Linked DNA regions of Sus scrofa: regions 2 and 3 are each linked to region 1. Evidence: chromatin contacts called from public HiChIP or PLAC-seq data. All regions are on one chromosome and are shown on one strand. Each heading gives the region's core, a stretch centred on a gene start, on an enhancer-like site or on the middle of the called end of the contact. The rest is flanking DNA. Distances are from core to core; before and after follow the strand shown.

Region 1 (3,879 bases), core at 438-2,937:
TTAAGATGAGTGCATGCCTCCAGCTCCCAAATGGCCACAAGGGTTGGAGTAAAAGTAATTCTTGACGTCAAGCTATTAGCTGAACTGACATGTTTCTGAGCGGCTGCTCGCCTGAGGACTCACAGAACCACTCTAAGGAAAGGAGGAGTCAATGCATTCCTAGACTCACTGAATCCAGGAAGTGGACAGAACCCTCACATTCTCTGGCCCACACCTTCAATATTCAGATGGGGGGAAACGCAGCCTACAGAGGAATATGGCACATCCAAAATCAGGTACTGAGTCAGGATCAAGGCTGGGACTTCACCCACTTGTCATTGTCATCTGCACAGACATACTCACTTCTGCTGGCTTTTTAGCCACCAGCAATATTATGAGATCGTAACTACTCTAAAAGCCTCAACGTCACTGTGAGGCAATGTAACATTTTCCACCAGCATGGACAGGGACAGAAGAACCATGGATGGAGGGAGGCCAGTATGCTCCCATCTCAGCTGTCATTTTGCATTTGATCCCTTCTGTGCCAGCAACTGGATTTATTGCTGGTTAGAACAGTGACTCACGGTCCTTTGACGCCAACCAACTAATTTATCCTGCTATGCTTAGTAGGTACAAATGTTTAGCATGTGGTCAAAAATAGAGATCCCTCACCCTCCACCCCGTCATCCCGGCCCTTAACTCTTGCTTGAGCTAAGGACTTTCTCAAACCCACGTCAAACTTTTGCCTCAAATGTAATTGGCTTTATTTTAGGTATCACTGACTTGTAACCCAGTCATGAAGGCTAGCAAAATATAAAAGGCAAGACTCTCACCTAGGAGTTCCCTGCCCCAAGTCTATCCTCACTTCTTTTTTAAAACTGATTTGTCACCTTTGGCAACTCATTTCTTCTCTCTGAGCCACATTATCCCCAAATGAGAGGGTTAAATTGGGTGAGTTTTGGTGGATTGTCTATTTTAAGGAGGTTCTTATAAGATTATGCTTTTATCAGAGGCATCTTGCTACATCTCAGGTTTTCTCTATCATCCTGATATGCTTTGGGGATGAGGCTCTGTTCTCAATGGAGTTCTGCTCTATTTCTAAAATGATGAGGAGCTCCTTGAAAGCTAAGAACGATGTCAGTTTAACCTGGGTGAAATTAACTTCAGGATTAGCAATGGGGGCACAACAAACTTCAGAACTTGACATGATTTAAGTTTTCTCTCTTGCATTACAGTATTTCTTTTGAAACCTACTTCCCAGGCCAAATGGACAGGGCACCCACTGTAAGCATCTAAGAAGTGAAAATGAATTCAGAGGAAAACCCTACAGGGCTAAAAATAAATGAGGTGTTTTATTTTAAAAGTCACAGATAGCTTTGACTCTGGAGAGCTGGCTGTGTATTGATTTTTCTAACATGACTGTGAGAACTTGGGTCTGAAACTTGAGTCTCTCCATCTACTTATTCAGCTAGTATTTCTTAAGTGCCTGTGTAGTGCCAGGCAGTTTGCTATGGCTGTGGGAAAACAGCCATAATATTAATACTACCCTGATCCTAAAAAACTTAAACTCTTCCAGAGATGATTTGGCAGGTGCCCAGATCATTAGGTTTTTGTTTGTTTTGCTTTTCAGGGCCGTACCTGTGGCATATGAAGTTCCCAGACTAGGGGTCGAATTGGAGCTACAGCTGCCAGCCTACAGCACAACCACAGCAACTCGGGATCCGAGACTTGTCTGTGACCTACATCACAGCTCACGGCAATGCCGGTTCCTTTAACCCATTGAGCGAGGCCAGAGATCACACCTTCATCCTCATGGATACTAGTGGGGTTGGTAACCTGCTGAGCCACGACGAAACTCCCGGGATCACTGTAGTTTAAGGCAGTGGCTTCAACACCAGGAGAAATCTTGGGGCTTCAGAGGAGGGTAACATTCTGTTTCCCTGACGGTGCTTCCCAGAGAGAGTGGCATCCTCAGTCTTGATGGGGATCAGCAAGATTTTAATTCAGTGTCAATAAGCCAGAGATGGGGGAGCTTGCCTCTTTGTGATTCTTTTTTTTTTTTCCTTTCATCTATAGAATGTGATAATAATAGTATCAGCCTCATAGACTTGTGAGTAATATGTGATTTCATATGTATTAAAGCTCTTAGAAAAGTTCCTGGAACATTGTAAGTGCTCAAAAACATTAATCATTATTTTTATTCTTAGCATCAGAGTAAAATTACCCTCAAAGTTTCTTACAGTCTCAAGAGCGAGATCCATGGAGGGAAGCCCCGTACCCATTGACTTTCTTCTAGGTTACAGTAAAGCCCCTCTGGTCTTCGCAGGTGTCTAGGGTGCAACTCACAACTGTACTGTCACTTTCTCCATCTCCCCCAACTTGTCTTTCTCTGTCTTTCAACCTCTAACACACACACACACACACACACACACACACACACACACGCACACATGCATGCACACACAAAAAGTGCTTCTCTCTGTAGGAGCTGGACTGTTTATCAAAAGCTCCAGGTGTAGGAGTGTTTCAAGTGATTTTTGGAAACTGATATAATTTCAGAGATAATAGGCATCAAGACTGTGGGTGTGAAATACAAACAATAGGTGAGTTCATATCGACATCTTTACATTGAGGAGAGGTGGGTTTTCCTTTTGATTGCTTTTTTTTTTTTTTTTTTCTTTTCCAAAAGCATCGTCATTTATTTGGTTTGACAACAATCTTTCCTCTGGAAATTAGACATCAAGACATACAACACAGGGGTGTAGCTGATTAATTGTAAGAAGGACTCAATCTCTTTTGAGCATGGCTTGGTCCTCCTTCAGGCATGGCAGCCTACAAAAATGAATTTGATATGAGTCATTTATTTTACATAAACCAAAGAGGTTACCCCTAAGATGAACTGTCTGGCTTACTGTTCCCCACCCCCACCGAGTCCCACACACCATCGCAGGAAGGCATTAGCAGTTTCAAAACTTGAACTTTCTCTCAAACATTTCTTTACTTGAACCAAGCAGAATTTCTACATTAAAAAAATAATTGTCACTGTGCCAGTTGTATTGAATGATTATGGACATGTTGTCCTTTCAGTTGAGATAATATTTCTCACTTACCATCTCTGTGGCAAATAGTGGAGAGAGGTTTGTGCTCCTGGATCCAGCTGTGGGTTTTTCTTTTTTTTTTTTTCTTCTCTCTGGTCACACTGAAAATGGACAAGTGATTGTGAGAGGCCGACCAAGATTTCTTGGTACCCCAGGATTAGGGTTGTTGCAGCTCATTTGTTCACCCCACACCTCTTCTGTTTTACAGATGGAAAGACTGAGGGCCAAAGAGAGAAAGTGACTTGCTGAAGGTCACGGAGGGGTTAGAATCTAGGTTTTCTGAATCGCAGTCCTGGCTTCTAATAATAGAACAAAAGATTAAAACACTAGCCTATAACCACAGTGCTCTTATAAAATGTAGTGATATGATACAATAATATCTGGCTTGAAATGGTTGTTATGGGCATAAATAAGATAATGAATGTAAAATCTTCATACAAAATCTTAAAACACAACCTAGGTGTTTGATAAAGACTGTAGAACATATACCCAAATCAAGGAAAAAATAAGAATTGTATTCTTCTTGCAAATAAAACAGAAGTTCCAAGGCCATTTGAAATGTATTTGCCTGTGTGCCTTCTTTCAGCCTGAAGTTTCCTCCATGTAGTTCGGCACTAGGGAGAGTCACGTCATTCTAGAACTAAAGATAATTTGTCTCAGTCTCTCGTATAGCTAGCCATCTTGAACCAAGCATAAGGGGAGGCTGAGGTCAAAAGCAGAAACATAACACTAAACTTGAAGATGGCATCTGCTGACCTAAACACAGAGAAGGAAGTCTACCCTCAGAGTGGAGGATTCCCAG
Region 2 (3,815 bases), core at 1,169-3,668, 530 kb before region 1:
ACGAAGCTTAGCTTGGCCTCAATGATGCAATCATGGAGGGCTTTCTGTGGTGAAGCCCTCAAGAGCAGTAGAATGAGCTTGAGATAAATAGCAAAAGGTAGCAATATCTAGGCTGACTTCAAACTGCCACACAAAAAGGGTGGGGGGTGGGGAGGCCTCTTGGAAAAGGAAGTTTAGGGTATATAATGAAAACCAGTCAAAATAGCAGTGAAATCACTTAATGAGTTCATTTTTTTTCTAATAAAAGGTGCTTTGCCATGTTCCGTGACACTCCTGGTAACATAGTCATTTGAAAAGGCATGAATAAGGAAATAGTGAAGGAGGAAACTGAAAAGGCTTGAGAATTCAGAGACCACATCACAGCCTGCTGCTGTGTACCAATGGGCATGTACTACAGGGAAAACAGGGGCTTTGCTACCTTCCAATGGATCTCAATAACTAATAAAACACTTTGATGCTTGTTGTTCTGCTCTTGGCATGTGAATCTAAGGGAAACCCATTCCCTGGCCAGCCTCCACTAATTAAACACACACAGTGACAACTGGATACACCCGCCCTATGGCTGCCCTGGTATTTAAAGGACTGTATGTTCCTGATCTAGATAAAAGATAAAAGTTTGCAGTGCAAGCTAGCAAGGTCTACCAAAATAGCAGATCCAGAGTCACCCCTAAGCATATTTTCTCCCTAAATTCAGGGATTATAAATTCATTTATAATTTGAGAGTACATCATCACCACAAAAATAAAAAATAAAAGAAGCAAGCAAACAAGGATTCTTCCATATGGCAGAACTGTTGAAAAAGAATACAAATAAGAAGAATGGAAAAATAATCCAAAGCCATAAAACAGGAGTTCCATAAGGAAGAAATAGGCAAGTGAAAAATCAAAATGCGTTTTTCCCAACATCACAAGAAAATCCCGCTTAGCCAAATAAAAAGTTGACTTCTTAGATCAAACAGATTCACTGAATGCTGAGCAGAAATATTGCAGTGAGGGCAAGGGAAACTATCTAGAAACTAATAAAACTGCTGAATTCCACTAAAAAAGCTTACAGAGGAAACAAGAGTTACTAAAGTGGGAAAAGAATCAGACTGGCATCAGATTTCTCATCAACAACACTGAAGACTAAATGATACAAAGTAATAACATAGAAATCTTTGTTGAATATTAATAAGGAAATTTGACCCTATAATTCTACTAGAGCCAAACTTTTACTTAACTATGAAGCTAAAAACCTTTTTTGAGAGTCATTTTCAGATATACAAGGACTCAAAAAATATATCACATATATAGATAGCCTTTCAAAAAAACTATTTGATAAAGAATTGCAAGAGAAAAATAAAAATTTTAAAAAAGAATCAGGATGATGAATTCAAGGAAAAAAAATAGCAAATAAGAAACAATGTAATAAAAAAATAAAAGCTATGGTTTATTAATAATGTGGTACAATTTAATGTGGAAAGTAATTCTTTATAAAGAAGTGCTTAAAGATTAATATGTTTCAATACAGTCTCCAAGCTGTTAACAGTACTTTAGTTGAGACAGAGAAAAGAGTGCTCAGACTTCATAAGGGGGATAAGGTGTGTAGTATGACTATCATAATTTTTCCTTGATAGAGAAACATGTTTGAAAATATTTAATTCATATTGTTTTATTTATTTACATTACTAGAAAAAAAAGGCATTAACTTTTTAGACAGAGCAAAAAATAAATATGTTTCAGCTTTCAAGCAATCACTAAAATTCTCAATGGGAAAGACAAAATGGAATAAAAACTTCCACTGACTCAGAAATAACCAACTGAAGTTTTGCTTAACTCTGGGTAAAGGAAATTTTCTGTAATATGTAAATACTGTAAAGTACTCCCTACAGCGAGACTCAGGAGCTAAAACAAAACTAGCCTCATTGGTTATCCCAACACACAACAGACGTGACCACAACAAATTTCACTGCTGGATGCCTACATGTGTCCTGAATTATTTCAATGTAGCGGCAACAGTGGTAATTGGGTTGATATGGTCAAATAAGTGTGTGTACACATATTCCACTATAGATCTCAGGAAAAAAGGTTACCTTTTTAAAACAGGGTCTTAAAAAACAATGAAGAAAAATTATGACAGTTCATGAAAAATGGTCAAATTACTAAATGAATCATTGGAATACTCCCTATTGGCTCTGGCTGCTACTTTCAAAGAAGTTTTTATGTTTAGATACCAGAAATCTCTCTTTTATCATCTGAATACCCAACTGGAGGATAATTCAGAGCACAAGGCAGAGGAAATCCTTGACATTCACCCCTAGAAATTCACAGTGACCAGAGCCTGTGAAATGCCTAAGAACCTACCACCTCTGCTAAACTGACCCTGACCTCCACATGTGGACCGTAAAAGGAGGAGATAATCATGAAGCAAGCTGCTGCTGCTACTGCCGTTGCCAGGGTCACAAACAACCTTACAAATCAACTAGGGCCTCATTAACCCAAGGCCCAAAGGAACAAGGCAAAAGGCCAGGAAGAAATAAGCATATCAATCACTCCTTTGGTATGTTTTCATGGATCAAGTTATGTTTGTATCCTCACTGCACAGGAAGGACAAGTACTTCATAGCAGATTAAAACTTCTGCTGACAATTCTGGTTTTGCTCTAGCAATACCACATCTCCATTCTTAATTTACGAAGCCTGGATCCCCTTTTGCACCCTGCCTCTTCCTTCCTCACCCCACTACCAGGCAGCAGAAGGGATGAGCTCTATGGAAGGGTATGTCCAAATCATATAAAGCAAGGCCTGCTCCCTATTTCTGTGAGCTCATGAATGAATGTACGCGTGGCTGTGGGCCTGAGTCCTCTACGTCTACAAAGAAAATCCTTTCATCCCATACCTTGTTTCATGATAGTCCTAGACTAAGGGTCACACAATACAGATCCCAGGGCCAATTCTACCAAAGCATCAGTAGGTTTGTAAGCTATTATTGACAAATTAAATATACACAATAAGTAAATGGATAAATGACTGTAATCCACCATTCGTCTTACAAGTATAAGATCTTTGAAACTGTTTTCACAAGGATAGAAATGAGGTGGGCTAAAAACTTTTGGAAAATGACTTTAAGAAAAGACCTTAAATGATTTCAGAAGTTTTCTCTTCTTCCTTCTTTTTTCAGCAAACTCTGGGCATTTCCCCAAGTTCAGTGCATAGCTCACAGGACACTATTTTCACCTCTTTCAGGAGCTTTATGACGACTTCCTTGAGGTAAACCTACCTACACATCTCTCTCTCTCCTGGCCTGACACTCTGAATATGCATCATTTTCTAAGAGCGTAGGAAGAAAATCAGTGTGAGGAAACCATAAAGGGATGAATTTCAGTTCAATGAGAGAAAGATATTGTTAATACTTAGAGTAACCAGCAATGGACAAAACAGTCTGCTCCCTGAGGGAGGGGCTGAAGTTACTTTTCAAAGGCAGCCATCCTGCCTGGATGGATGGGAAAGGAGATGGGACCTGGATGGGTAAAAGCCCTGTATCACAGGCATGTGAAAGTAAGCCATGGTCTGTATCACAAAGGGGCAGAGTGATGAGGCAACAGCTGGAGGTCATGAAAAAAAGCCAAGCAGAGATGTCATAAAATGAGGAAATTAAATATAGGGCACCTGAAGTCAAAGCCATCAGGTATCAGCGAGTAAATCCCTGAGGAGCTCCAGGAAGCCTACTAGACAACACACCCCTATTTGCACAGGGCTTCCCACAAGGGATGAGAGGGCTCAAAGCACCACTTGGCATCCCACAACAGACCTGAGGATGGCAACCTTATATTTAAAAA
Region 3 (4,048 bases), core at 1,525-4,024, 590 kb before region 1:
GATAACATCTTGAATAACTCGTGGCATTAGCAATAATAGGATTTGACTTCTACATTCTTGATTTCCCTCAGATCCTTCCTGACTCTGACCCTTACTCAGGAAAATATTTTAGCCAATGTACTCTGGTTGTGCAACAGGGTACACAGCATTCTGAGGAAGGACAGGCAGGTGTGAAGTATGGATACAGCCTCTTCCCTAGGAACTTAGCAGTCTTGGAGCAAAACGAGGAGGTAAAGGCGTTACCTTAACATCCAGCCTAAAGTGATGTGAGAAAAGCAAGAAACACCTATTGCCCTTATTCCGACTAGGAAATGAAGGTGCAGGAATTGGAGCAGATATTTGTTCACAACAGTTTTTTCTGTCTACAGACCAACTTTCAAAATGCAGGTTTACTCCTGGAGTTGTTGCTTAATGTACTCCTTTGGCCCAGTGTTGATTTAGATTTGAAAACCTGCTTTTAAAACCCAATAAACACAGTTTTGCTGGATTTGTAAAGTTACCTTTATCCATATAATTCAAAGAAGAGAAAAGAAACAAATATCAAACGCCTACTATTTTTTTCTAATTCCTGAAGACACTTCTGAAACTATTAAAGATACCCATTATTTGAGCTTCCGGAACTATGAAGGGGAAGAATTCAAGTGAGGGCCTGTTTTAAGTCCTAGGTACTAGGAAAAGAGAAAGTGCAATCTCTATAGGCCATAGGAAAACCACCCATCTCAAAGGTCGACTCTGCTGAATAAAAGCTCAGGATCCCTTCCTACAGGTATAAGAAAATTACACAGGTTTACTTGTGTATTTCTACTAGTATATTTCCTGCAGAGGAAGGGAATGTAATTTAAAAGACACTGAGGAATTATTCTAAGAAGTTAAAATTCATTTATAAGAAATTCTAGCAATTAAGTGTCTATCCCTGCCCCTGTCTTACTACCTAGAGTATTAGAATGACCCTGCAGGTGACACTTTGATCCATCACCAGGACATTCAGGAACTTTAAAGTCAACTCTGAAATGCCAAAAGTTTTGAGATATGAGCAGAATAGGAGTTCTAAGGGAGCTTACCATCTAAAGGGGAGAGCTATGTAGAAGTCAATAGATTATAATGTAGTCAGTTCATGGAATGAGGACAAAATGCACCCAAAAAACAAAACAAAACAAACAAACAAAAAAACAGATGCCATAAAATAGGACAATCATTTCAGCCCCAACTCTAGAAAGATGTTATGGGCTTCTCAGGATAAAAAGAAAATATAAGGCAAGCTTATTTTTGTTAATTATACTGATCGTTTTATTCCATTTATGAGCCATTTTCTATATGACATATACTGTGCTAAATGTTTATCTCTTTCAGTCTTCCCAATAATCTATGAGGTAGATAATATCACCGCCCCCCTCCTTAAGAAGAAGCACAGAATAAGATCAAATAAGACAACTGTGAATGTGACTAGGACTGAACTCCAGACAATGTAATTCTAGTCTTGTATTTAATGATTATTTAGTGTTGATTTCACCTAGACAAAGGAAAAGGAAAAACAAGCGTGAGCCAAGAGCTCAGAAGAGTGGTGAGAACTGTTTGTTTTTATGCAACAACCATCAAAGATGTAAATCCAGTGGTCCGATTTTTTTTTTTTGGTCTTTTTAGGGCCACACCCACGGCATATGAAAGTTCCCAGGCTAGGGGTCGAATCGGAACTGCAGCTTCTGGCCTACACCACAGACACAGTGACACAGGATCTAAGCCAACCTACATCACAGCTCATGACAAAACTGGATTCCCGACCCACTGAGGAAAGCCAGGGATCAAACCCATGTTCTCATGGATACTAGTTAAGTTCATTACCACTGATCTACCATGGGAACTCCCAAGTGGTCTGATTTTTAATCTTCATGGCAGCTGATCCACAGAGCAGTTAACTTATCCTTCACTCACTCCTGAAGTGCTTTTTCCCTATATCTTTGGAAGGCTCTGTCTCTTGATTCTCCTTCCACCTCATTATCACTGTTCATGACATCTCTAATGGTTCCTAGGTGTCTCCAAGAGATATCAAAATCTTGGCCCAAGGGCATAATCCACTATTTTAGATAATGTCACTCAGTATCAAAATTTTAAATTTGGATCTACTCATTTCTAACCAAGTCTATATTAAGTCAACACTTCATCCTTGAACCCCAGACTCAAATATGTAACTGTCTACCCAACTGCTATTTGGAAGGCTAAAGGTCAGCTCTAATCTAACATACCTAAAACCAAATTGCTGATCAAATTCTCATAAAAAAAAAAAAAGAATAAACCACAAAACTGTCTTGCTGTCCTCCTGACACCTCACCAAATTGAATCTCCATTCTTCTCATTACCTAGTAAAAACCTAGCAATCCCCCTGGAATCTTCCTTTGCTCTCATATTCTACATCTAATCTGTCCCCAAAACTTGACATTACCATCAAAATATATCTGGAACCTCACTACTTCTTAGCAGGTGCCCCATACCTGCCCACCAACTATCATTTCTAGCCTACATTCTATCCTCCATAAAGCTGCCAGAGGGATCGCTAATGTAAGTTTGATCACATGACGAGGTAATGGTTCTTGGTACCTCCTGCCCTTATCTTTTCTCGTTCCCTGTAGATCACTCAACTCCAGCTTTACTTGGCTACTTCAGTCTTTCTCAAATAAGCCAGGTGCCAGCCAGGTTCCTCTCCCAGTGCTTTCATACTTCCTCTGTCTGGAACACGCTTTCTCCTGTTCCAAATATCTGCATGGCTCACTCCCTCACCTATCTGAGATTTCTGCTCAGATATCACCTCCTCATAAAGCCTGCTCTAACTGCCTTATATAAAGCAGCCACAATTAATCCACTCCAACCAAAGCATTCCCTCTCCTTTTGTCTGCTTTATTTTTCTCTACAGCACTTATTTCTATCAGACGTAAATGTTTACTTGTTTATCTGCTTATGATGCCTCTCTCCAGAGGAAAAGTAACCATTTAAGGAAATACATTCTGTTTTATTCATAGCTGCACCCTCACTCTCTAGAGGAGACTTGTCACCCAACAAGTGTTTAATACATAGTTGTCGTGATAATGAATAAATGGCTCCTCTTGTTACTCTTGTTGGAGTTCTAGAAATAAGACTCAACTTGAAGAATCCAATAGCATAGAAAGTGATGTAACAGTGTAAGCACTTCTAAAAGTGGCTTGTTGATTTAGAATCAAAGTAACATATTATATGTCACCATAGATTTGGACTGTGAGTCATAGACTATTAAACTTGGGAGGCAGCTGTGCTGGACTAGAAAGAAATAGGAGTCAGGTGATGATGGTTCCAGTCTTGGCAGTGCCACTGACCTACTGCATGACCTCAGACAAACAGCTTCATCCCTGTGGGCTCTCCTAGTTTACCCGTATAAACAACAATCCACCTCAAATTTCTTAACATTTTCTAGTTTGGTATGAAATTCAACTACTACTTGTTCAAAAGATATCCTTTCTGAGTTTGTGTAGAGATCATTTCACTGTTGCCAATTCTACTTTCAAGTCAGGAAAGAAGTCATTTTGAAATGGCACACCTTTTTTGAAAAAAAAAAAAGTTATCTAATTTACATCTAAAGCAGGAGATAGAAGCTTTTTCCTCTCCATGCACCACACTGGACGTTAGATGTTATCAGCTACAACACAGAAGAAATGAGTATTCAGGATGCTAAACACTTCCAGAAACCCACAGGCATATGTGAAGACACATACACACAAACACACATGTGAAATTCACACATGGAAAACAGCTTGCAGTCTTCCTTCAAATATGCTCACTTCCTATTCTTGATATGCAGCCACACAGAAGCATTTTCTCATAAGTTGTAGAGATGACCTTTAGAAATACACCTCCCTCTTTATTCCTCAGCCTGCAATCCCATGAAGATCAAAGCCAGTTTGTTCTTCTGCATTAACATTTCTGTGATCAGATATAATGTGGCACCTTGATTCTATCTGCATCAAGGCCTCTTCTCACAAGTGACTCACTTGGTAGAAGTTCAGGCATTGAACACTGCTCTGAC

Evidence for each region. HiChIP or PLAC-seq counts read pairs in DNA pulled down with a chosen protein or histone mark.
Region 2: an H3K27ac HiChIP or PLAC-seq map of skeletal muscle shows a contact between it and region 1, with 2.8 times the contacts expected there. The contact joins two enhancer-like sites. A contact is called at or near these places in 2 of 2 datasets of contacts at active chromatin or transcription factors (alveolar macrophages and skeletal muscle).
Region 3: a contact with region 1 is called in an H3K27ac HiChIP or PLAC-seq map of skeletal muscle, with 2.8 times the contacts expected there. The contact joins two enhancer-like sites. A contact is called at or near these places in 1 of 47 Hi-C or Micro-C datasets (skeletal muscle) and 1 of 2 datasets of contacts at active chromatin or transcription factors (skeletal muscle).

What each region holds. Positions count from the first base shown.
Region 1 is chr13:125,553,664-125,557,542 of Sscrofa11.1, reverse strand. It overlaps LOC106508361 (a long non-coding RNA gene), which reads right to left. Exons shown (of 2, transcript XR_001304512.2): 1 at 3,090-3,879; 2 at 2,608-2,811. It overlaps LOC110256388 (a long non-coding RNA gene), which reads left to right. Exons shown (of 2, transcript XR_002337801.1): 2 at 1-1,345. Among named protein-coding and RNA genes, the nearest start is that of BCL6, 170 kb to the right of the region's middle. Within about 2 kb of position 1,687, at least 3 of the 83 cell types and tissues checked have an H3K27ac peak or open chromatin away from gene starts, as enhancers often do. A contact at or near this core is called in skeletal muscle, where this site is marked.
Region 2 is chr13:126,088,749-126,092,563 of Sscrofa11.1, reverse strand. All of the region lies in intron 4 of LPP (lipoma-preferred partner), which reads right to left. Among named protein-coding and RNA genes, the nearest start is that of MIR28, 190 kb to the left of the region's middle. Within about 2 kb of position 2,418, at least 6 of the 83 cell types and tissues checked have an H3K27ac peak or open chromatin away from gene starts, as enhancers often do. A contact at or near this core is called in skeletal muscle, where this site is marked.
Region 3 is chr13:126,143,372-126,147,419 of Sscrofa11.1, reverse strand. The region is part of intron 5 of LPP (lipoma-preferred partner); the gene reads right to left. Among named protein-coding and RNA genes, the nearest start is that of MIR28, 140 kb to the left of the region's middle. Within about 2 kb of position 2,774, at least 5 of the 83 cell types and tissues checked have an H3K27ac peak or open chromatin away from gene starts, as enhancers often do. A contact at or near this core is called in skeletal muscle, where this site is marked.